Regions from separate parts of the Mus musculus genome. Here regions 2, 3, 4 and 5 are each linked to region 1. A link is a contact called in public Hi-C and promoter capture Hi-C data. All regions are on one chromosome and are shown on one strand. The core of a region is the stretch at or near the end of the contact, and the rest is flanking DNA. Distances in the headings are between cores, read along the strand shown. Region 1 holds the start of Nop53 (NOP53 ribosome biogenesis factor). Region 2 holds the start of Rnf225 (ring finger protein 225). Region 3 holds the start of Mypop (Myb-related transcription factor, partner of profilin). Region 4 holds the start of Trappc6a (trafficking protein particle complex 6A). Region 5 holds the start of Ercc1 (excision repair cross-complementing rodent repair deficiency, complementation group 1).

Evidence for each region. Promoter capture Hi-C pulls out the DNA fragments that hold promoters and counts their contacts. Hi-C and Micro-C count contacts between places; a contact is called where the count stands out from the background.
Region 2: a contact with region 1 is called in a promoter capture Hi-C map of maxillary cranial neural crest. The contact joins the promoter of Rnf225 here to the promoter of Nop53 in region 1. A contact is called at or near these places in 4 of 39 promoter capture datasets (cranial neural crest, frontonasal cranial neural crest, maxillary cranial neural crest and 1 more).
Region 3: a contact with region 1 is called in a Hi-C map of B cells, with 9 read pairs. The contact joins the promoter of Mypop here to the promoter of Nop53 in region 1. A contact is called at or near these places in 1 of 39 promoter capture datasets (cranial neural crest) and 1 of 484 Hi-C or Micro-C datasets (B cells).
Region 4: a contact with region 1 is called in a Hi-C map of B cells, with 7 read pairs. The contact joins the promoter of Trappc6a here to the promoter of Nop53 in region 1. A contact is called at or near these places in 1 of 39 promoter capture datasets (frontonasal cranial neural crest) and 1 of 484 Hi-C or Micro-C datasets (B cells).
Region 5: a contact with region 1 is called in a promoter capture Hi-C map of pre-B cells. The contact joins the promoter of Ercc1 here to the promoter of Nop53 in region 1. A contact is called at or near these places in 3 of 39 promoter capture datasets (maxillary cranial neural crest, pre-B cells and second pharyngeal arch cranial neural crest).

Annotation. Positions count from the first base shown.
Region 1 is chr7:15,944,688-15,949,124 of GRCm38.p6, reverse strand. It overlaps Nop53 (NOP53 ribosome biogenesis factor), which reads left to right and starts at 3,017. Exons shown (of 13, transcript NM_133831.3): 1 at 3,017-3,295; 2 at 3,771-3,835. The coding sequence starts at 3,072. Gm24576 (a long non-coding RNA gene) reads right to left here and starts at 3,032. Exons shown (of 2, transcript XR_391165.4): 1 at 2,825-3,032; 2 at 1,335-2,664. It overlaps Ehd2 (EH-domain containing 2), which reads left to right. Exons shown (of 6, transcript NM_153068.3): 6 at 1-138.
Region 2 is chr7:12,924,897-12,929,362 of GRCm38.p6, reverse strand. Rnf225 (ring finger protein 225) reads right to left here and starts at 1,947. Exons shown (of 2, transcript NM_029809.2): 1 at 1,897-1,947; 2 at 1-1,478. The coding sequence starts at 1,467. The coding sequence ends at 469. Rps5 (ribosomal protein S5) reads right to left here. Exons shown (of 6, transcript NM_009095.2): 3 at 3,762-3,971; 4 at 3,498-3,626; 5 at 2,869-2,967; 6 at 2,677-2,791. The coding sequence ends at 2,723.
Region 3 is chr7:18,989,570-18,994,083 of GRCm38.p6, reverse strand. It overlaps Mypop (Myb-related transcription factor, partner of profilin), which reads right to left and starts at 2,839. Exons shown (of 3, transcript NM_145579.3): 1 at 2,730-2,839; 2 at 1,464-2,252. The coding sequence starts at 1,974.
Region 4 is chr7:19,506,504-19,510,745 of GRCm38.p6, reverse strand. It overlaps Trappc6a (trafficking protein particle complex 6A), which reads right to left and starts at 2,076. Exons shown (of 6, transcript NM_025960.4): 1 at 1,914-2,076. The coding sequence starts at 1,997. Bloc1s3 (biogenesis of lysosomal organelles complex-1, subunit 3) reads left to right here and starts at 2,376. Exons shown (of 2, transcript NM_177692.4): 1 at 2,376-2,441; 2 at 3,136-4,242. The coding sequence starts at 3,145. The coding sequence ends at 3,732.
Region 5 is chr7:19,343,249-19,347,700 of GRCm38.p6, reverse strand. Ercc1 (excision repair cross-complementing rodent repair deficiency, complementation group 1) reads right to left here and starts at 2,630. Exons shown (of 10, transcript NM_007948.2): 1 at 2,505-2,630; 2 at 1,984-2,095. The coding sequence starts at 2,088.

The DNA.
Region 1 (4,437 bases), core at 1,768-4,267:
TCTTAGCATCCTTAGTACCTGACCCTGGTGGGAGAAAAAAATAAGATGGGGCGGGGGGGGGGGCGTTGAGGACAGCTAGAAGGGGCTGAAAACCCAAGAGTGTCTCCTACGGGGCCAATAAAGCCAAAGCTGCTGCTTGTGTCGCTGTCAGGCTATCTTGGGGCGGGGACCCCTAAGGAAGAGGTGCCTGGGGAACCATTCTGGCTCACAGGGGCGGTGCAGTTTGTGACTCAACTCTGCGCTGACTCAGTCTCGGGCTGGGGGCCAGTCCTGCATATTTTCCGAAGAAAAGTTACTCAGGGCCCTCCCCACCCTTGGGACACCCCTCCCTCCCGCTTTCCGCCTTGGGGCCTGGGAACCCAGTTCTGGGCGTGGACGAGGACCAGTGCCAGTTTGTGTACAGTTTGCCCTTAGTCTCCAAAGCACCTTCCAACGCGCACTGACACGAATCGAATGCACCAGAGCAGATCCTGTAGCCCGAGACCACTGGGTCCTGGAGGAGGAGGGATTAGTGTGAGAGTGCACAGGACACTGATCCAGCCCACACCCGGTGCGCCCGAGACACTTTGGCCTGGAGAATCTCCCGCCCACGCACGCCCTGCTCCGCAGCCCTGGGCGCCCTCTGGTGGAAAGGTAGTGACTCAGGCCAGGCCATCACCTCAATATCCTGCCCAGGGATGAGCTGAGTTCTACTTTGACCCCGGGGAGACATGTTCCCTCCCCGTGCCTCCCCACCCCCTCCCCCTTTAGGAGTCCATTTTAATTCCAGCATGCCAATCTGAGCCTGGGGCGGGGGTGGGGAGCAGTGTGTGCTCAAGTCATTAATCCCAGAACAGAGGCAGAGGCAGGTGGTGGATCTGTGAACTGGAGGGCAGCCTGGTCTACAGAGTGAGTTCCAGGACAGCTAGGGCTACACCGAGAAACCCTGTATCGAAAGATAAAGGTGTGGTGTGGCTAGGGCTGTAGTTAACAGTACTTGCCCTGCTTACACGGGGCTCAGTTTCCCACCTTTTGCATGACCTGAAAACAAAACCCTTTGTAGATCTCTTTGGATGACTACCACTTTCCAGGGGCCTGGGGATGGGGGATGGGTGTGGAGGCAGTGATAGTTGGCTGGCACTTGGATGCTAGGCACCAATATTCTAGATTTGGACCTTTAAAACTGAGTTCATGCATGCACAGGTCTGTGGATCACAGATGTGATGGGGTCTGGAGATTGAAACAGGGTCCTCTGGAAGAGCAGCCAGTGCTTTTAACATCTCTTCAGGCCACATACTCAGCTTTTAATGATAAGTTTAACCGCTGAATAATCTCTCCAGGCCAATTACTCAGCCTTTTTTTTGTTAAGTTTTGGGAACTTAAATTCAGGTCTTTATTGTTTGCCCAGAAAGCTCTCTTACCCACTGAGCCATTCCCCAACCCTTGTTTTTCATTTTGAGACAGTCTCTCTACCCTAAACTCATTCTGCTGTCCAGGGTGGCCTATGAACTTGCCATCCTCCTGCCTCAGTGCCTCTTGAGTAGGTAGGTAAGGTTAAAAATGAACAGCACTACCCAGCTATTTTTTTTTCTTTTAGAGTGTGTGTGTGTGTGTGTGTGTGTGTGTTTTATACAGGCAATTCCATTGGCCTGCTTTCAGGGACCCAGCCAGTGCTTACATCATGACCTACGGCAGCCAGATGTACCAGTAGATGTAAGGACCCACCTGCCACCCCAGCTCTCTCTCTCTGATCTCCACCACCAATGTTCCCTCTCCTTCTCTGTCCCCTCTCTCTGCCCTCATGATTCTGCCCCCCATCTGTCTGCCTGTCTATCTGTCCACTTGTCTGCCTCTGTCCCTTCACCAAGTCCCACAGTACTCTTGCGTTCCCCCCAATAAACCTTTACACTAGGTCTGTTTTATGGTGTAACTTCTCAGGGGTACACCTTGGCCAGGCCCTCCAAAAATACTCCCTTGCCACATTATATTTCATAACGGCGTGTAAGCATATATGCCACCACAGCATACCTTGTGAAGGTCAAGAACAAACAGCTTGCAGGTATTGGCTTTTTCCAACATATGGGTTATGAGGATTAATCTGAGGCTTGGCAGCAACAGCCTTTCTCTACTGAGGTATCTTGGCAGCCCCACACCCAGCATCTTCTTTAATAAAAAGAGTTAAAGAAAATTTGACTGGACTCCGTCCCTTGGCAGTTACTATTTGGGAAGGAGGGGTGTCCTTCAATGGCATACACACTGGTCAGTTGCCTCTGATCTAGTAACTAACTCTTCACTCATTGCTGGTACAAAAAATCCTAGTAAATCCAGTACGTCACAAAACTACAAAGACACAAGGGAGGAGGGCATTTGGGGGAAAGAAGGGTAGTTCAGTAGGAGTGAGAAGGCAAAGGGAAGCAAAAATGGCAAGGCACGTATGAAACTGGTCTACAGAGTGAGTTCCAGGACAGCCAGGGTTATACAGAGAAACCCTCTCCCGAAAAACCAAACCAAGAAAGCAAGCAAGCAAGCAAGCAAACAAAAAACTTGTATAACTAACAAAATGGTTTGAGTAAAATTTTATGATACCGGGTAAGGTAAATTACTCAGAGTGAGAACCAAGAATCCACATAGCCTACTCCCTACCAACCCGAAATTGCAGGTCGAATCTCTGAATTCGAGGTCAGCCTGGTCTACAGAGTGAGTTAACAGACAGCTAGGCTACACAAAGAAACCCTGCCTTTTGTTGTTGTTGTTTTGTTTTTTCAAGACAGGGTTTCTCTGTGTAGCCCTGGCTGTCCTGGAACTCAGTCTGTAGACCAGGCTGGCCTCGAACTCAGAAATCCACCTGCCTCTGCCTCCCGAGTGCTGGGATTAAAGGCGTGCGTCACCACGCCCGGCTCGAACATTTTTAAAATAAGAAGAGACTGAACGTGATGATTTATCCTTTTGCCAAGACGTAAAACTCTCTATGTAAAAACTACGCTTTATCAAGATGGTCGCAAACAGGAAGTGCGTCATATTACGTCACTCGAGACGCGCACGTTCCAAACCGGATATCGGAGTTAGAGCGACTAAGCTCTTCCTTTAAGAAGATGGCTGCGGGTGGTAACAGGGACGGTGAGAAGCGCGGCTCGAGAAGCCAGGCGGACTCTGGCTTCCTGGGGCTGCGGCCGACCTCGGTGGATCCCGCTCTGAGGCGGCGGCGGCGGGGCCCCAGAAACAAGAAGCGCGGCTGGAGGAGGCTCGCCGAGGAGCCGCTGGGGTTAGAGGTCGACCAGTTCCTGGAAGACGTCCGGCTACAGGAGCGCACGACCGGGTACGTGGGGCGGGACTTCCGGTGGCGTGGCCGTGCGCTTTGCGACCTGGTGCTAGACGGACCGGGCATCCCGGCTCGGTGTGGGAGACCTATCAATAGTATCTTTAACAAATAAGCGTGCGAAAATCCCAACAAAGTTTAAGTTTTCCCCTAGTTTTTTTTAAAATTTGAAACAGGGCCTCACTATGTAGGACGACCTGGCACTCGGTATGTAGACAAGCCTGGCTCCGAACTCAAGTTTCCTCTGCCGCCGGAGTGCTGGCATTAAAACCTTTTGCTACAGAGTTTGAATTTCAAGTGAAAGAGAATAAAGTACGTTCACCCCATCGTGGTACATTTTAAATTCTGTGTGAAAGCTCCAGGTGTAGCCCATGGTTTGAGGAAGAGTTGGGATGGGCCCAAAAAGTTAGACCCCTAAGGGTCTGTTATCTTTCCAGCATTACTTTGGCAAATAGTCTGCATTTTTATCCTTCAGTGGCTTGTTGGCAGAGGCCCCAAACGAAAAGCTCTTCTTCGTGGACACAGGATTCAAGAGAAAAGGTGAGGAGTGCTCTTATGAAGTTGTGTGCTGGTGGTTCTCTGAGTCTTGCACCCGTGAGATCTGCATTGATGACATAATTTAAAGCAAAGCACACACACACACTCTCTCTCTCTTTCTCTCTCTCTCATTTTGGAAACAGTCTTGATCACAAGTTTGGAGGGGAGGGGGGATCGAGACAGGGTTTCTCTGTGTATCCCTGGCTGTCCTGGAACTCACTCTGTAGACCAGGCTGGCCTTGAACTCAGAAATCCACCTGTCCCTGCCTCCCCGAGTCAGTGCTGGGTGTGGTTCATCACCACAGTCTTACCATGTATACCATATTGGCCTCAAACTTAGATCTGCTTGCCTCTGCCTCCTGAGTGCTGGAAATAAAGGTATGCTTTACCACTGGAGACTAGAAGGGGCAGTCTTTAGTATAAAGAATTACTTTGAATGGCTTTGAAACAAGCTTGAGATGATTAAGAAAGGTGACCTGTTGTTCATTTTTGTTTGGTTTTATTGAGCTGTATCATTCAGCTTTTTTTTTTTTTGTCCCCCTTCCCCAAAGAATATGATAGCAAGCATGATAACCCACAACGTTAATTTCTCTGAGTTGCAGGCC
Region 2 (4,466 bases), core at 698-3,197, 3.0 Mb after region 1:
GCCCCAAGCCCCTGCGGCGAGCCCAAAGGATGAGTAGATCAGATCCTTCAGTCCCCAGAGCTGGCCAGGAGTGTCTCCAGCAGGGGTCTGTGCTGGTATAACTTAAAGTGCTCCTAACAGCCTTCCATCAAGACCAATGCTAAAGGACCCTGACACAGTTCTGTGTAGATGACACTGGGGAAGAGGCCGGCTGGACTTCCACAGAGATGAACATCAGGGGCACCCCATCTAGACCTACAAAGGTATGCCGTTCATTAAGGTCATGGCCAGAGAGAGTACCTTTAGCTGGATGGTCACGGGAATTAAAGATGTCCTCAGAGGATTCTTGTAGCATGGTTTGAAAGAGTTCATGTCTTTCCAGTCCCCAATTCCGAGAAATGGGCACTTTAGTATGCATTTTGTTACTGCCTTCCGGGATGACACAGAAGTCCCTCAGGCCAGGAGACTGGGCCTGCAGCGTGGAGGCATTTATTGCTGCAATTGCACCTTCTTCCCATCAGCCTGAGCCTTCGGGTTCCAGTTAAGATCAATCTCTGCCTTTGGTGTTTGATCTGGTGGTAAATCCGGGATCCCCTGAGTCTCTACTGGGTCTTTGGTAGCCTCCTCAAGCTCGGGCGTGTCCTTGGTAGCCTCTGGCAGGGTATCGTCCAGGTCCAGGTCAGGCTTTGTGGGGCGTCGTGTCCAGGCATGGGTCCAGGGCGCCACTGGCGTGGGCCGCGGTGAAACCCAGAAGTCATTTTCGGGGGCCAGCGCCACAGTCTGAGGCCGCACACCGGAATTGGTGACATGAGGAATGAGGAAAAAGATGTACACACCAGAAACCACGAGACCCGCGGCCACCAGCACAGCTAGCGCCACTGCTGCGTTGAAAGCCCATGCTGGACTGCTCAGGGACAGGCGACGTGACAGCGGGCGGCCGAGGCGAAGCGGGGGTGGAGGCGGTGGGGCACGCACTGTGCGGCTCTTTCGCGGCCCGGGAGACGGCGGTGGTGGCCGCAGGTACAGGAGACCCCGGCGTCGGTCAAAGCGCACAGAACCCTGGCGTGGCAGTGGCGCGCGCGCATCGCGAGGCAGCAAACCGGGCTGTGTGGGCAGAGCGGGCAGCCCCCGGCGCGGGGCCAAGCGTGTGGGCGCGCGGCACATGGGGCAAGCCACTGCATCGCCGCCACCCGCAGTAGCCAGCGACAGGCGTGCCAGGCACTCGAGACAGAATACGTGACCGCAGTCCAGGCGTTTAGGCAGCTTGAAAATGCCGTCGAAGGGTGACACGCAGATAAGACATTCCATGGGGGATGTAGGGGGCAGAATGGGGCCTGAGCCAGGGGTGCCATCGCCCTCCTCCTCTTCTGCATCCTCGTCTTCGCCTCTGCTAGGGGAGTTAGGAGCAGAGACGGTACTTGGGGAGCTGGGGCCAGAGCCCTGGGATGTTCGGTGGCGGCGGAGCCAGGGCAGCCGAGGACACGGCATTCAGACTGGACCTATGGAGAGAAGAGCTTAGGTAGGAACCTGGAGGTTGTTGACAGACTGACAAAATTTCAGAGAGGAGCAGAGTAGGTCTAAGGAAGCAAAAAAGCGAGGGCAGGGAGTCCTTGTTTGGACCCACTGTCGCCAAAGGTCTAGAGAGAAACTGGGTAAGACTGAAGCAGTTTCAAAGATGTAGAGGATACATCTCTGGAGAGATACAAGAGGATCAACTCCAACCTTGAGTAAGAATAGTCCCGGAGTAATTAAGACTCCAGGGAACACTCACTATATTAATCTGTCACCTGGACCACTGCACCCCCAAGCCGGCGTTGAGGTGCCCAATAGCTGAGAAGAAAAGTAGTAAATTCAGGTTATGAGAGCTAACTCCTCAAACAGAAACAACTGACTCTGGTCACTTTGCAAGACACCCACCTGTAGACACCTTTCCTTGTGCGGGATTGCAGCGTCTCTTCCGTTCTGACCCCAATTTCTGGCTTGTCTGCCACTAGGTAGCTAAGTGCTCCTCCCTGAAGGAGTACACCTGACCTTAGGCCAACCCTCTAGGTTCCCACATACCTGTTAAACCAGTCTAGCCACTCGCCCCGCCCCCAGGCCCCTCCTACTAGCATGAATAGTCTGATCTATAACAGATGCTGGGGTGGGTTGTCTGCTAATAGAACAAGACCATGGACCACTCTTCAAAGCCTTTAGTACTGGTCTCCATAGGGGCACTTGAAGCCTGTACACAAACCACACTATGGGAGTGAACAAACTAGATCCACCTAGACCAGACCAACACAAGTTCCTCATCCCCAATACTTGTTGGGTCTTCCCTGGGCACCAGGCTTACACCCTCTTACTAGCACTAGTTCTGAGGTGCTACAATTCTGCAGGCACTCGTCATGAAAATAATAGTTCCAGGGCTAGAAAGATGGCTCAGCAGTTAAGAGCACTGATTGCACTTCCGAGGGTCCTGAGTACAAGTCCCCAGCAACCATATGGTGGCTCACACCCATCCATAATGAGATCTGACTCCCTCTTCTGGAGTATCTGGAGACAGCTACAGTGTACTGTACTTACATAATAAATCTTTAAGAAAATACAATTTTCTTTTTGTTTACTGGTGAATGCCATGCCAGGGAGGTGAGCTGCATCCTCTATACCATGGGAGGTACCCTATGCCCTAAATGATTAGACAAGCACACAGGAAGGTATAGTTGTTCCAAAGGACACAGTTTATTAGGCAGCAGCTGGGAAATCAGCGGTTAGACTTGGCCACACGCTCCAGTTCATCTTTCTTCTTGATGGCATAGGAATTGGAGGAGCCCTGCAAGGACAGATGGTTAGCTCTGAATGCTGGACAAACTCCCAAATGCCCAACCCAAGTGGTATGCCCTGACCCACCTTGGCAGCATTAATGAGCTCATCTGCAAGGCACTCGGCGATGGTCTTGATGTTCCGGAAAGCAGCCTCACGAGCCCCTGTGCACAGCAGCCAGATGGCCTAGACAAGACAGACAGGGCTCAGGCCTCAAACGGTCCCTCCTGCCAGTGACCTGGGACCCACCTCAACAGATACCATATACTTACTACTTTAGGGAGTTGATACCTTATCAGATAGCTGATCTGAGAGGGCTGAGAAAACAAGGGCCCCAACTAACAAAGAGACTTAAGAACTGCCAGCAAAATATTTGATGCTTTTGACTGGAACCCTTGATGTCCCCATGGTACTCAGGTATCAAGCAATCCACCCTGTGCCTTTCAAGTAGCTAAAATTACAGGTAGGTACGTGTACCACCACAAAATAGACTCAAACAAATCAAGAAGAAACAAAACAAAGCCTGTTGTGAAAGTATACACTAGGGATGAGATGAACCAGACTGGGAAGGCTGGACTACCATCTGCCTCATACCGAGTGGAAATCCAGGAAGGTTTCCTGGAGGAAGTGAGGTTCCTGGTAAAACATGCAAGACAGGACCCCACCCACTTGTGCTGATGGCTCCTACCCCACCCCTTCACAAGCCTCTGACCCACCTGATTCACTCGACGCAGTGGGGACACATCCACAGCCTGTCGTCTCACTGTACCGGCCCGCCCAATGCGTGTTGAGTCTTCTCGGGGGCCACTGTTGATGATAGCATTCACCAGGACCTGCAGAGGGTTCTGGCAGAAAAGGGAGGCGTGAGCCTGATATCCACCCCCAACCTTTTCAACCCTAAACAAGGTGGCGGTGTCCCAGGTAATGAACCTGGCATGTATACCATGAAGCTTTGGTATGAATCAAGGACAAAACCTTACCTCACCAGTGAGCAGGTGGATGATCTCAAAGGCATGCTTGACAATTCGCACAGTCATGAGCTTCTTGCCGTTGTTACGACCATGCATCATCATGGAGTTAGTAAGGCGCTCCACGATGGGACATTGTGCTTTGCGGAAGCGCTTGGCAGCATACCGTCCGGCACTGTGGGGCAGGTACTTGGCATACTTCTCCTTCACAGCAATGTAATCCTGGGTGGTAAAGAGAGAAGCACGAAGGAGTAGTCAGTAGTGGGACCAGCCTCAGATAGATTAGAGGAGACTGAGAACTGACTCAAGCCATGGCATGTCCCCAGCAGGTTGTGAACATGAGCTTTAAGAAAGTAAAACCAAACCAGTGACTGCTTAAGTCACACTCCCATTCATAAAAGGGGAAAGTGCTGCCCGCAGTGTGCACACTTCTACATCCTAACACTTGGGAGACAGGATCTCTAGCAGTTTAAGATCAGCCTGGTCTACAGTGAATTTCAGAACAGCCAGGGGTGCACAGTGAGATCTTGCCTCAGGGGCAAGGGGAGAGAGAACACTTCCTGTAATATGCAAACAAGGGACCAGAATTCAGTTTTTACAAGTATTAAGTAACTGCACTTTGAGTCAGGCGGTAATGGTACACACCTTTAATCTCAGCACCTGGGAGGCAGAAGCAGGAGCACTTCTGTGAGTTTAAGGCCAGCCTGTTCCACAGTT
Region 3 (4,514 bases), core at 1,590-4,089, 3.0 Mb before region 1:
TTTCTCCACCAGAGAACTGTGTCAAGCCCTGACTTGTGTCAGCATAGGGCAGGCATCTAAGGGAAGAGTTATGGAGAAAATCGCCATAGCTTAGTGGGAAGAGGGCTTGCCTAGCATACAGGAAGCTCTGGGTTCTATCCCCAGTGCTGCATAAACCAGGCATGGTAGAACATTCTTGCAATGCCAAAACTAGGGAGTTGGAGGTAGGAGGATTATAAGTTCAAGGTCATCCTCACCTCCACAGTGGGTTCAAAGCCAGCCTAGGGCACATAGTAAGACCCTGTCTCAAAGAAATCCAGAGTGAAGGCTGAAGAGAGGGATGTCTCCACAGCAGCTCTGCCGGCATGACCTTGAGGAAGTCACCAGACTTCTCCAAGCCTTGGTTTACAGTGGTGAAGCAGTATGGACCGCCCACTGGTGACCATTCCTTAAGCTAGCCATGCACTCAAGAGGCTGGAGCAAGCAGTTTGCCTGGGTCACTTCACCCAGTGTTCGCAGGATCTCTCCTAGGGGAAAACCTACTTTTCAGAAGTGAGTATACATGAATTTACTGAGATGACAATAATGTGGCTAACACTCAGACTGGACTCTGCCTCTAGGCGCTGCCTTGCACAGAACTCTCCCCACACCCCAGCTCTCTCTCCATTTACTTTCAGGCCTGGAACAAACCCTTGAGCCCCAGGCACACTGGCCCAGTGACCTAGCATTATTAACCTGCCCTTTCTCCATTGGTTTGCGGCAGGGTCTCCAAAAGACTGACACTGGTACTTAGTGCATACAGCCCAAGGTAGGCCCTGGGCTCCCAGATTCTCCTACCTCAGACCTCCACAGTAGCTGGGAAGAAAGACCAATCCCACCCACCTACTGAAATCGCCAATTCCAGCTGAGCCAGGCATCCCAGGACCGGTTCCACGTCTACGACTCTGATGGTCACCAAGTGGCTGTAGAACCACCAGAGACAATCCACTTCCTTTTCTGTTTTCTACATTATTATTTTTGGAAGGCAGGTTCTCACAGAGCTCAGATTTGCCTCTAACACACTATGCACCTAAGGATAACGCAGGTGTTGAGACTCCAAATCATGTGCTACCACATGGGTCTATGCAGTCAAAATCTGACCCTGGAACCCCTGAAAGCTGGGAAGTACTCAACCACCAGGACATCCCCAGCCCGCCCTTCCTCACCCTTTTAAGCCAAGCCTCCTGTAGCACAGGCTAGCCTTGAACTCCCGTTTCTTCTGCCTTCAACTCCCAAGCAGGAGAATTACAGGCCTGTTGGCACCACATCTAAGTCTTTCCTTTCTCTGACCTTAAAGCCCCAGCTCCATAATGGGCCTGACAGCACTGACCTCCTACTTTTTAGCAAAAATGTGGTAAACACGCCTGACCGATCTGGGCGTGAACAACGCACTGTAGGCTTCAGGAGTGCTGGTAGTTGTTAAAGAAACTGGCTTTGGGACTCACCTGCCCGTCGATCCTGCCTGCGGTCCTCTGACAACACATACCGTTGTGTACTAGCGGTCGAAGCCTGCGGCTGTGAAGAGGCGGCTGCCCGGGACTCCTCAGCCCCAGAGCCAGCCCCCGGCCCCGCCACACCCGGTCCCAGGATGGCGAAAATAGTCTCCTCCTCCGCAGAGAAGGCGTCCTCAGCGGCGGGCCCCGCGCCCTGCGTGGAATGCGGCACGCGGGCCAGCTTCTCCTTGGTGCGGCGCTTGAAGTCGTTCCAACGCTTCTGAACCTCCTGGCCCGTGCGTTTCCAGCTGGTGATGCCGTTGATTTTGGTGGCGATGCTGTCCCACACTCGCCGCCGCTCGGCCACGCTCACCCGACGGCTCTGCGCGCCGTAGAGCTGAGGGTAGTGGGCGCGCACCTCTCGGATCAGGATCTGGTTCTCCTCGAAGGAGAAGCGCGGCTTGCGGAGTCGGGTGGTCTCCTCCGCTTCGCCCGGCGCCGCCGCCGCGGTCGCCGAGGCCATGGCGCCCCCAGACGCCACCGATCGGCTGCCTGGCGCATGGGGGGCGCCGGCTCTGCGGGCAAAGGGCGAACAGCGCTGGCGGTGGCTCGGTGTCCCCGTGTCGCCCCGACACGGGCTCCTCTGGTCCCCTGTGCAAAAGTGGTGATGGGAGCGGCGAGGTGCTGAATGCAATCAAAGGTGCTTCCTCGTAGGTGACACCCGCCCAGTGCCCATCTTGTGCTTCACGCGGCCGCTAGTGCCTCGCGGAGGAGTTGATGGGTACTGGGGGGACGGACGGTCTGGAAGGATGGAGGGAAATGAGCAAAAGTGGAAGGGAAAAGGGTGCCACAGCAGGAGTTAGAGGAGAACGGGGGCGCAGTAGAACAGGACAGGGCAAGAGTAACGGGGATGCCCAGGGGGTCGAACATGCATGATGCTGGGAAGTGATGCCAACTGGGCAATGCAGCAGACGGGGCATCCAGATCAGAGAGGAGCGCTGGGGGTTCCCAGGGTAGTGGGTGTCAGTTCTAGGGTCCCTGAGAGAGGATGTCCAAGAATAAAGATGAAATGGAACCTTCTAGTTAAGACGGCAAAATATTAAAGCTGAGGGTCTGCAGGGATTATGGGGGTGCTGGGATTGCTGGGGAAAGAAGGGGAGTTGTGGAGATAACGGGGGTCCGAGATAAGAGGGGGGACCCCCGAGGCTTTTTTTGGACTCCAGGAAGAGTGATGGAGCACAGAGGATGGGGACCCCAGTTGGGCCGCGGGTCACTCACCGTGCCGCCGCAGCCCCTGCCTGCCGGTGGGTCAGGGCTTCGGCTTCTGCGGCCTCTTCCCTCCCCCCCTACTTCTCCCTCCCCCTCTGGGCCCCGCCCCCAGTAGCATTGAGAGCCAAGACGCATGCGCGCCGGGCGAACGCGGTCTCCAGATACCCTGACAGAGCTGCGTTCTCTGAGCCGTGTCTCCCAGCACTGCGCAAGCGCAGAACTTCCCGTCGCCTTGCTTTACCAGAAGGACACAGCTGCGCAGCCGCACATTTAGCGCTGAAGTAGGTTCCCTGGGCTCTGGTGCTCAATTGCGCATGTGCAAACCTACAGCGCGCATGCGTGTCACTGGCACCTTGCCTGCGATGGTACCCAGGACTAAATCCCAGTGCGGGCGCAGTAGAGAGAGAGATGCTGAAGAGAGCGCTAGGACCAAGCGGAGTTTCTTCCCTTTGAGTAGTCCTTTAGCCTACTAAGCAAAGTCTTATTTTGAGAAAGGGGAGAAGAGCTTCATTTCCATGACAACTGCGTGGGTGGGGGCTGGGGGCGTTAGGAAACCTTGCCCACGCCCAATCCCTCCTCTGCGCAGGACCACTCGGAAACTACCTCCTACGGACTGAGGCGGGGCACCTGGAAATATTCCCCGCCCATGCAGAGGCGGTAACCATAGCAACCCAGCAACCTCCCAATGGTGCCTGGGAGGCCCCCTGTCCACAATTTGACGTCATGGCTCGGAGAGGGAGTTCAAAGGCAGGAATTTCTTGAAGGGTGGGGATGGCGATCCTAGAAAAGCGCAGAGCAGGAGTGATTCGAGAGCACCACTTGAATGAACTGGATGGCCGGATGGCAGGGTGAAAATTTTCAGTGCCCGCAGTTTCAAGGTCATTGGGTAAACGGCGCTTCGTTCATCTTTCCGACAGTTACACATAAGCTCTCACATATCCATATAAAAGGCAAATTGTGTTCACTACCAAAAAATTGTTTCTGAGGGCATCTTACTAAGTATCCCAAGCTGGCATTGAACATGCAGCAGTATCTCTGCAGTCACCAGCGAGGCTAGAAAAAAGACAGGATATGTGCGGACATTACACATAAGGAAAAGATGACATTTGTATTAAGACCCGAAGCAGAGAGGGAGGGCTGGAGCTCAGCAGTTACCATCTCTCCCGGGAACACCAGAGTTAGGATCTCTGTATCCAAAGGCGGGGGCTCATAACCATCCTTAGCTCCAGCACTGTTGCCCTCTGCTGGCACCAGGCATGGACATGGTGGACAAACATACAAGCAGGCAAAACACTCATATACATAAAAGGGAGAAAATTTCTTTTTCTTTTTTTTTTCTTTTTGGTGTGGGTGTGTGTGGTTGGTTCCTTTTTGTTTTTGAGATACGGGGTTTTTTGTTTGTTTGTTTTTGTAACCTTGATTGTCCTGGAACTAGCGCTGTGGTGGAGGATGACCCCGAAATCACTGAGATCGGCCTGCCTCAAGAGTTTGGGGACTTATTAAAGGCCAGCCACACTACCACCGGCCTAAGATTGGGTTTTAATTATGTATATGCATGTGGGTGCTGGTGCCGTGGTTGAGAGGATCTTGCAGCTGGGTCCACCTGCTTCTGACTCTGGAGTTCTGGGATTAAAGGGGTGCTGCTACTCCCCGATGCTGGCTTATACTTTTTTTTCCCCTAACCGTTTTGTGATAGGGAGCCCAAAGTTTAAAATCTATCAAAACTCAGACCTAGTAGTTCCTAGTCTCACAAGATGGAAGGGAACCCATGGGTGACCAGAACTATAGAGCCCT
Region 4 (4,242 bases), core at 827-3,326, 3.6 Mb before region 1:
GAGCACTTGACCTCTACAGGTAAAATTGCAAAAGTCCTTTTATGAAATGAAGTGTTTACATAATAGCCCACACACATTCTCCCACAGATCTTGCTTTATTTTGTTGTGTTAAGGATAAAACCTAGCTCATCCCTGTGCCATTCTAAGCAGGTGCTATTTTGCTGAGCCACACCCACAACTCCTCACTGAAGGATTCTAGGCAGGGGCTCTACCACTGAACTACAACCCCAGCCCCTCACTGGGGGATTCTAGGCAGGAGCTGCACTGCTGAGCCAAACCCTAGCTTTCTTATAGACTATAAATCCTTTCTAGATGATTATAATGCTAATACAATGTAATTACTATATAGTTATACCATACTGTTTAGAAAAAAATTTTAAAGTTTGTAAATAATCACTAGAGACGTATTAATTAACTAAATTAACTAAAACGACATCTCTGCATCCAATTCCAGCCCTTGGGAAGTGCAGGCAGCAGGATCGCATGTGTGAGAGTGGAACAGTATATAAGTGAGATGAGATATCCTTTGTTGTTTTTTTTTTTTTTTTTTTTTAAGACACGGTTTCTCTGTATAGCCCTGGCTGTCCTGGAATTCACTCTATAGACTAGGCTGGCCTCAAACTCAAAAATCCGCCTGCCTCTGCCTCCCAAGTGCTGGGATTAAAGGCGTGCGCCACCACTGATGCAGCACTCTGGGATGCAGAGGCTGACTGTACCACACTGGAGGCGCAATGTGCAAACCAGACACGGGAGGGCCCATAATCCTAGTACTTTTCAGGCAGAGGCAGGAGGATCACCAGAAGCCAGCTTGGGTCATACAGTGAAAACCTGCTTCAAGAGTCGGGTTGGCGTAGGGATACTCAGGGAAGAAAAGAGAGAGCAGAGCAGTCTCTGCAGCAGGTCTTGAACTCCCACACAGTCATGGAAGTTCAAACTGCCATGTAGCCTATAAAATCAGGGAGGCAGCCGGGCGTGGTGGCACACGCCTTTAATCCCAGCACTTGGGAGGCAGAGGCAGGTGAATTTCTGAGTTGAGGCTAGCCTGGTCTACAGAGTGAGTTCCAGGACAGCCAGGGCTACACAGAGAAACCCTGTTTCGAACCCCCCCACCCCCACCCTCCCAAAAAATCAGGGAGGCTCCTGAGACCTGATGATCGGGCCACACTCCCACTAACTCTATTACCTCAGCTGTAGGGCCCCCAGTACGGACACAGTCGGTGGCAGCAGTTAGGAGCTACGAGGAGAGCCCTGGGCAAGCTCATATCTGTGCAGGCTCACAGAAAGCTATTTTAATCTCTTTATTAGAGTCAAGGTGACACAGAGCAGAGAGGAAGCAGGCTCCCTCCTTCCCAGAGCATGTGCCTCTGCACAAAGCAGCTTCTTCATGACCTCCCTAGGATGAGAAGGAAGACAATGGGAGGTGGATGGGAGTATGACACACAGGAAGGCACAAAGGAACACATAAGTGGTGGTAACTATTATTGATTACAATATTTCAGTGATCCCAGCGCCACCTTCCACATTACCGGGTGGGGTCTTTACTCATTACAGGGGCAAATCCATACTAAAAAACTCACTGTGTGCTGGGGTGTAGCGCGATCAGCACGCACTTTATCCAGCACACAGGCAGAGGGGACAGATGAGACCGGGTATGGTTGAGGGTGCATTTTCTAAGGAGGAAACGGAAGGATAGGAAGATTAAAGATGTTGAGTTGCATACTAAGTGGGTGGTGAGGCGAGCCCTCATCTGAGCCCAATAACAGCCAATTACCCTAATTATCAACGGCGCCCCAGGACGAGGCCTAGAACTGAGCGCCTTGACCCAAGTCATCTCGCTCCGCCTCAGCAATGACCTGCCATAAGGCTCGATCACACCCCACTTCTCCACCCCGAGGCCACGGCGTGCCGCTCACCCCCGAGCCTGGGTCCGGGTCCGGGGCCCACAGCTCCGCCACCATCTCGGTGTGCAGAAACTCGAATAGCACCGCGTCCGCCATACGCCGCCTCGCGACCCTCACGCCTGGCCAACGCTTCCGGCTCCCATTGGTCAGCTCGGGAGGTAGGCCCGATCTGATTGGTGATCCTATTTAGCTCCGCCTGCTTCTTGAAAGCCAGGAGGCGGGTCCACCGAGCCCCTTCCTTGGCCGCGCTGTTAACATCTTCCGCCCTTTCTTCGCTTCCCTCCCTGCTCCCGAGTCTTCGGACATCCAATTGGCTGAGTCTCTGATTCCTGTGAGGGTCCAAGATTAAAAAAAATAAATTTACGCGTCAAACGGAATTTTCCTAAATACATAAGCAAATAAATAAATAAACCCACACTACGGAAGCGACTTGTCTAACCGCTTTCCTATTGGCCATAACTCGGCTCACGTGACGCTGCGAGAGACCGGCTCACTTCCGCCAGGCAGCGGACCCCTTGGGCTCGGAGCCTCGGAGACCCGGTATGGCCTTCCTTCCGGGACTCTGGTGTCGGTGGCTCTTGTTAAGGGTCCCCTCGGGCGGCTGTCCTTTCTGTTTGCCCTGGTGCCTATTGCGGCCAAGTGCTCGCTGGCCAGGAGGACAGTGGAGGGTGTGGCCTGTGCTGGTGGGACTCTGGGAACTCTTGGTTACAAAGCTTTTAAAACTTACTTTATTATTGTCAGTATTATTTTGAGACAAGTTCTCACTATGTATGTAATGTTGGATGGCCTGGCACTATTGAGGATCAGGCTGATCTCGAACTCACAGAGATCTTCCTGCCTCTCCTCCGGTGCTGGGAATTAAAGTCATTATTATTATTTTATATTAGTTAATGTATATATACGCGTGCGTCTCTAGCACGCGTGTAGAGCTCAGAGGACAACTGTACGGGCCTCAGTTCGCTTCTTCCACCATGTGGGTCCCTGGGTTCGAACTCTTGGCGTCAGGTTTGATTGCAAGTGCCTTTTCCCAGCTGAGCCATCTCGTGTGACCTAGTTCTAAGGCTTTGCCTGGACGGTCCTTGATGTCCCCGGTGTGCACACAAATGATACAGAGGTGCACAATTCCAACCCATGTGTACACGAGGAAACTGAGGCCCAAGTCAGGACTCGCTGGGGATGGCGGTGAAGGGGCTGGGACTCGGGACCTCACGTCCGCTCAATTCCTCTTCTCCAGCTCCGTGCCATGGAGTCATCCCAGGGTCGGCGGAGAAGGCCGGGGACAGTGGTACCTGGGGAAGCTGCGGAGACCGACTCGGAGCTGTCTGCATCCTCGTCCGAGGAGGAACTATACCTGGGTCCCTCGGGCCCTACGCGCGGCCGTCCCACGGGGCTGCGTGTGGCCGGGGAGGCGGCGGAGACCGACTCGGAGCCTGAGCCCGAGCCCACGGTTGTGCCGGTCGACCTGCCCCCGCTCGTGGTGCAGCGCGATCCGGCGGAGACTTGGGGCACGGAGGAGACCCCTGCCATGGCGCCTGCGCGCTCGCTGCTGCAGCTCCGGTTGGCTGAGAGCCAGACGCGCCTGGACCACGACGTAGCGGCTGCGGTGAGCGGCGTGTACCGCCGTGCGGGTCGCGATGTGGCCGCCCTGGCGGGGAGGCTGGCGGCTGCTCAGGCCACCGGGCTGGCAGCCGCCCACAGCGTGCGCCTGGCGCGCGGGGACCTCTGCGCGCTCGCCGAGCGCCTGGATATCGTGGCTGGCTGTCGCTTGCTGCCGGACATACGAGGGGTCCCTGGTATGGAGCCCGAGCAGGACCCGGGACCTAGAGCCTAGGCTGTCACTCTGTGTCCCCCCACCTGACTCTGCCTCTTGGTGAACATTCGTACCACCTGTGGCATCTGACTCTGTTTTTGTTCCTGGATCACCGAGGCCTCCAATGCGTGGTAGCATTTGATCAATGCCGACAGAAGCCGAATCCTCGCATCTTCTTTGATATTCTTAGCACAATTCCGGGCTCCCCAACCCAGGTTCTGTGGCTATCAAGTAGCTTAGCCCCTATCCATTCTGGTCCTGTTTCCTAAATTCAGCTTTACTCTTGGGCAAAGCCAGAGGTTTGCTTTCTTTTGTTGAGCCTTTCTGAATTTAGGCTTTGGGGGGTAGTGGTGTCTCTCTAGTTTACATCCCTAAATGATGATCACTCCTGACCCGAGGATACCTTCCTCTTACACATATCCCTCTTACCGACCGCTGTGGCCAAATGCAGACCAACCTAGGGCCTGGGTAGTAACCCTAATTCTTAGGCCTTTGTGTCAGGGGCAGCGCCTCCTGGTGTTTTGATCGCTA
Region 5 (4,452 bases), core at 1,381-3,880, 3.4 Mb before region 1:
ATGTATAAGTGTCTGTGTGTGTATGCCATATGTGTGCCCATGTGTGGTGTGTGCCTATAGAAGCCACGAGAAGGTGTTGGGTCCCTGCAGCTGGACTTATAGGTAATTGATTGTGAGCTATCTGACATGGGAGCATGAACCAAATCTGGATTCCCTAGAAAAAACAGAAAATCCTTTTTTTTTAAAAGACTTTAGCAATGGGCATTGATGGCTCATACATTTTTTTAAAGATTTATTTATTTATTATATATAAGTACACTGTAGCTCTCTTCAGACGCCCCAGAAGAGGACATCAGATCCCACCCATTATAGATGGTTGTGAGCCACCATGTGGTTGCTGGGATTTGAACTCATGACCTCTGGAAGAGCAGTCAGCGCTCTTAACCATTAAGCCATCTCTTCAGCCCTGGCTCATATATTTAATGCCTATCTCAAAACCAAAACCAAACAAAAACGGCCCAAGCAACCTTAGTGAATGCCTCATCTAACCAGCTTCCATGTTTCCTTTTAAATTCTTATTTTATTAGTATTGAGTGTTTTGCCTGCATGTATATACATGCACCATGTACATTCTTGGTTGCCCTCAGTGGTCAAAAGAGGGCACTGGATCCCCTGGAACTGGAATTACAGCCGGTTGTAAGCCACCATATGGATGTTAGGGAACTGAACCTGGGTCCTCTGCAAGAGCAACTAATGCATTTAAGTGCTGAGCCATCTCTTTAGATCACCAATTTCTTTTTCTTAGAGGACAAAAACTTCCATTTCTAGCCTTTGGTGGTGGCCGCACACCTTTGATCCTAGCACTTGGGAAGCAGAGAGAGGCAGAGCTCTGTGAGATCCAGAACAGCCAGGGCTACACAGAGAAATCAAAAAAACTTAGATAGATGGATAGATAGACAGACAAACAGCCAGTTTCCAACTCTTAAATGTCAAATCCAGAGCCAAGGAGACGGCTCAGGGGACAGTGGTGCCTGACACCTAAGCTTGAAGCCTGAAAGTTACCAGATGGAGGCAGAGAATTGACCTCCACACAAATGCCCTGGCAAGTACACCCCCAACCCACACTACATAAAGAAATGTAAAAACAAAGCAAAATAATAACAGAAAAAGGTCAGATCCAAATCCATAACTTGAAAACCCAGAATACTGCTTATACAAAACCCATAGCTGAGTTTAGTGTTGTGAAATGCACCTGGAAGTTCCTATCACTTGAGAGATGGAGACAGGAGGATTGCTGCAAGTTTTAGGTCATAGCAAGGCTCAAGAAAGAAAAAAAGAAAGAAAAGAAAAGAAAGAAGGAAGGGGGGGCAGGCAAGATGGCTCAGTGGGTAAAGGTACTTGCCAGCTTCGTGACCTCACTCAGTTCAGTCCTGAGGATCTACACAGTACAAGGATAAAATCAAGTCCCACGGGTTATCTTTTGCCCTTCACAGGAGCTTCACAGCACTCATCCATGTGTGTACAGACAGCACAAAGACATGTTTTAGAGGCCAGAGAGATGCCTTCTCAGTTAAGAGCACTGGCTGCTCTTCAAGAGGATCTGGATTCAATTCCAGGTCTAGGGGAGCCAATGACTTCTGGCCTCTGCAGGTCTACATGCATGTAGTGCACAGACATACAGGCATGCAAAACATCCACACAAAAAACAAAAGGATGTTCCATTGCTATAACCTCAGCACTTGGGAAGTGGAGATGGGAGGAACTGGATTTAAGGCCAACCCTAGCTACACATCAATTTCAAGGCTAGCCCAGGAAACATGTGACCCAATCGAAGACCCAAACTAAACAAACAAAAGCTATCACTGGCCATTGCCCAGCTGCCAGCCTCTCCCTTAACCACCCTGTCATGCCATTTTACCAACGGGCAAACCGAGGATTGCAGAGCATGGCAGGTTATTTTTCCAAAGCAACCCAAGCCTAAACTCACACCGTAGTCCCAGGGATCCTTTTAACTCCCAAGAGCCCCCAAGTCTTCGCTCTTACCCCTGCACAGGGCACCTCTTCTTCCTCCAGTGGGATAACAAACTTCCTCCTGGTGGGTGGTCCTGAGGGCTGTGGCCGACTTTCCTCGTCCTTCCCAGGGTCCATCTGGGGCCTGAAAGGCGTGGCGACATCGTCGTAGGCATTTCCATATTCCAGAGGGAAACTCTGGCTCACAGTGGTATCCCCACCCCATCCCACAAAAGGTTGCCCGGTTCGCTAGCGTTAGGTTCCAGAGGACCAACCAGTGGGCCCGCCCCTTTCCTCCTTCTCACTCCGGATTGGTCTACGGGTCTTATAGCCCCGCCTACCTGCTATTACTCCCGCACGACACTCGCTCAGAGGCAATTGGCCCCGCCCCCAGGGGCACACCTGGATGCTTTCGCCTCGCCCAGTCCCGGCCTAGTCTCAGCCTCCGCAATGATTGGCTTCTTCCGCTGCCAATCATCAATCCCCGGCCTCCATCCACCTCCACCCTGTCCCTCTCGGTCCTAGCTCTGCGTCTAAGCACTGCCAAAACTCACCTGGTCTTTCCCGATGCCTAGAAGGAAATACCACGGGGGGAAACAGAGGCGACACAACGCCAGCACAGCCAGCACAACTCCTGCTAGACTCACTTCCGGCCGCTCTGGCCCTTCGCTCGTCTCGCTGCTCCCCGGAGGAGTTAGAGCGGGGAACTCTATTCGCGCTGCTCTCTATGGTCCTGGAGGACCGCTGTGGTTTGGGGCGGATGGAAGCTTGTGCATCTTGGTACCTGGGAGACTTTGACTTCAAGTAGTTGTGTTCCAAGGCCCTCTTGAGCGCTTCCCAGACTCCAGATCCGGCTCAGTGATGATCAAAGGAGGTGGGGGAGGGAAAGGAGGAAAGGAGAGAGAGACAGAGACAAAGAGAGAGAGAGACAGAGAGAGAGAGAGAGAGAGAGAGAGGAGGGAGGTGAGATTTCAGAGGACGCCCTCCCTGTAAGCGTGGGTGGACTCAGCCCACAGACATTGACTCACTCATTCTAAGCCATTCCCCACTTGCATCCCAAGCAGGGACTGATACCGACAGCTGTGGCTTAAAGTCCAGTGGGACAGTCAGACAGGGACAACCCAGAGCGGGCAGGGTCGGGAAGGGAGAGCCCAGAGGACATTGAGCCCGTGTTAGGGGGCACCTGACCCAGCTGGGGTGTGAGGACGGGCTTCCTGAAGGAAGGGACACCTGTGTTCCGAGACCTGGGCCCCATGAATGACTTAGTATGACTCATTTCCTGGAAGGACAGTTTCACCCCGTTCCAACTTGTAGTTCTGTGATTGCTAAGGAAATAGTTTAATGGTCTTATATATTTTTTGTTCTTGCTCATTTCCTTTGCCTATTCCTTTTAACAAAGATTGGCTCATATCCTTTGCCCATTTTTTCGAAATGAGCAATTCAACGGTTTTTTAAATTAAAAAGGGGGAGGAAAAGGAGATGAGCATCTTTTGATTACCGCCCATTTGTTGGAGTGATGCTTAAGGGCTGATGCTGTTAGTCACTTCATTAGGCTGCAAATCTTTCCTTCGAGTTCATACTTTTAAAAATTCTCCATTTAAAATTTTGCATGCATTTACCAACGTATTCTCCATTTTCTTTTGGTCTTCGTGTATTGAGAGAGGGCACGCCCAAAGGTCATCATATGTAATCCCTCTATATCTTTTTTAATGTTTTCCTAGTTGTGAGGTGTGTGTGTGTGTGTGTGTGTGTGTGTGTGTGTACAAGCACATGCCTACGCTGTGAATTCTAGGCAGAGACACTACTATTGAGCCATGGCCCCAGGCCTTTGGAAGTGTGATACAAAACAGAACTATTAATAGTAGCCAGGCGAAATGGCTCACACATTTAATCCCAACACACGAGGCAGAGACAGGCGGATCTCGGTGAGTTCGAGGACAGCATGACCTACAGAGTGATTTCCAGGTCAGCCAGAGCTACAAAATAAGATCCTGACTCAAAACTAGTTAATTTATCAAATTTAATAGTAAGTAACCGTTGATCCTAGGAAGGAAAGGGGTTGAGCTGCCAAGGAATCAGAGTGCCGTGCATAAGCCTTGCCATTAGAGGGCGCGCCTGAACCGTGTGTTCTGTGAAGGAAGCGCTGACAGAGGCAAGTTCCCACTGAATGCCTTAGTTTCTCTACCTGGAATCATTTGCTGAGGTTAAAAGGGTGCAGTAAGACCGCAGTGAGTGGTGGCAACCACCAGCACGCATGTAAACCCAGCACCGAGAACGCTGAGGCAGGAGGACTGGAGCAAGTTCCAAACTAGCTTATGTCCTACTTAGTGACTTCCAGCCCAGCCTGTGCCACAAAGCAAGACCCTGAACAAAACAAACAAAAAAACCAAAACCTCTGGATGTATTGGTGTCAACCCTAACACTGGAGAAGCAGAAGCAGGCGATCTATGTGAGTTCAAGGGCAGCCTGATCTATACAGTGACTTCCATATCAGCCAGGGAT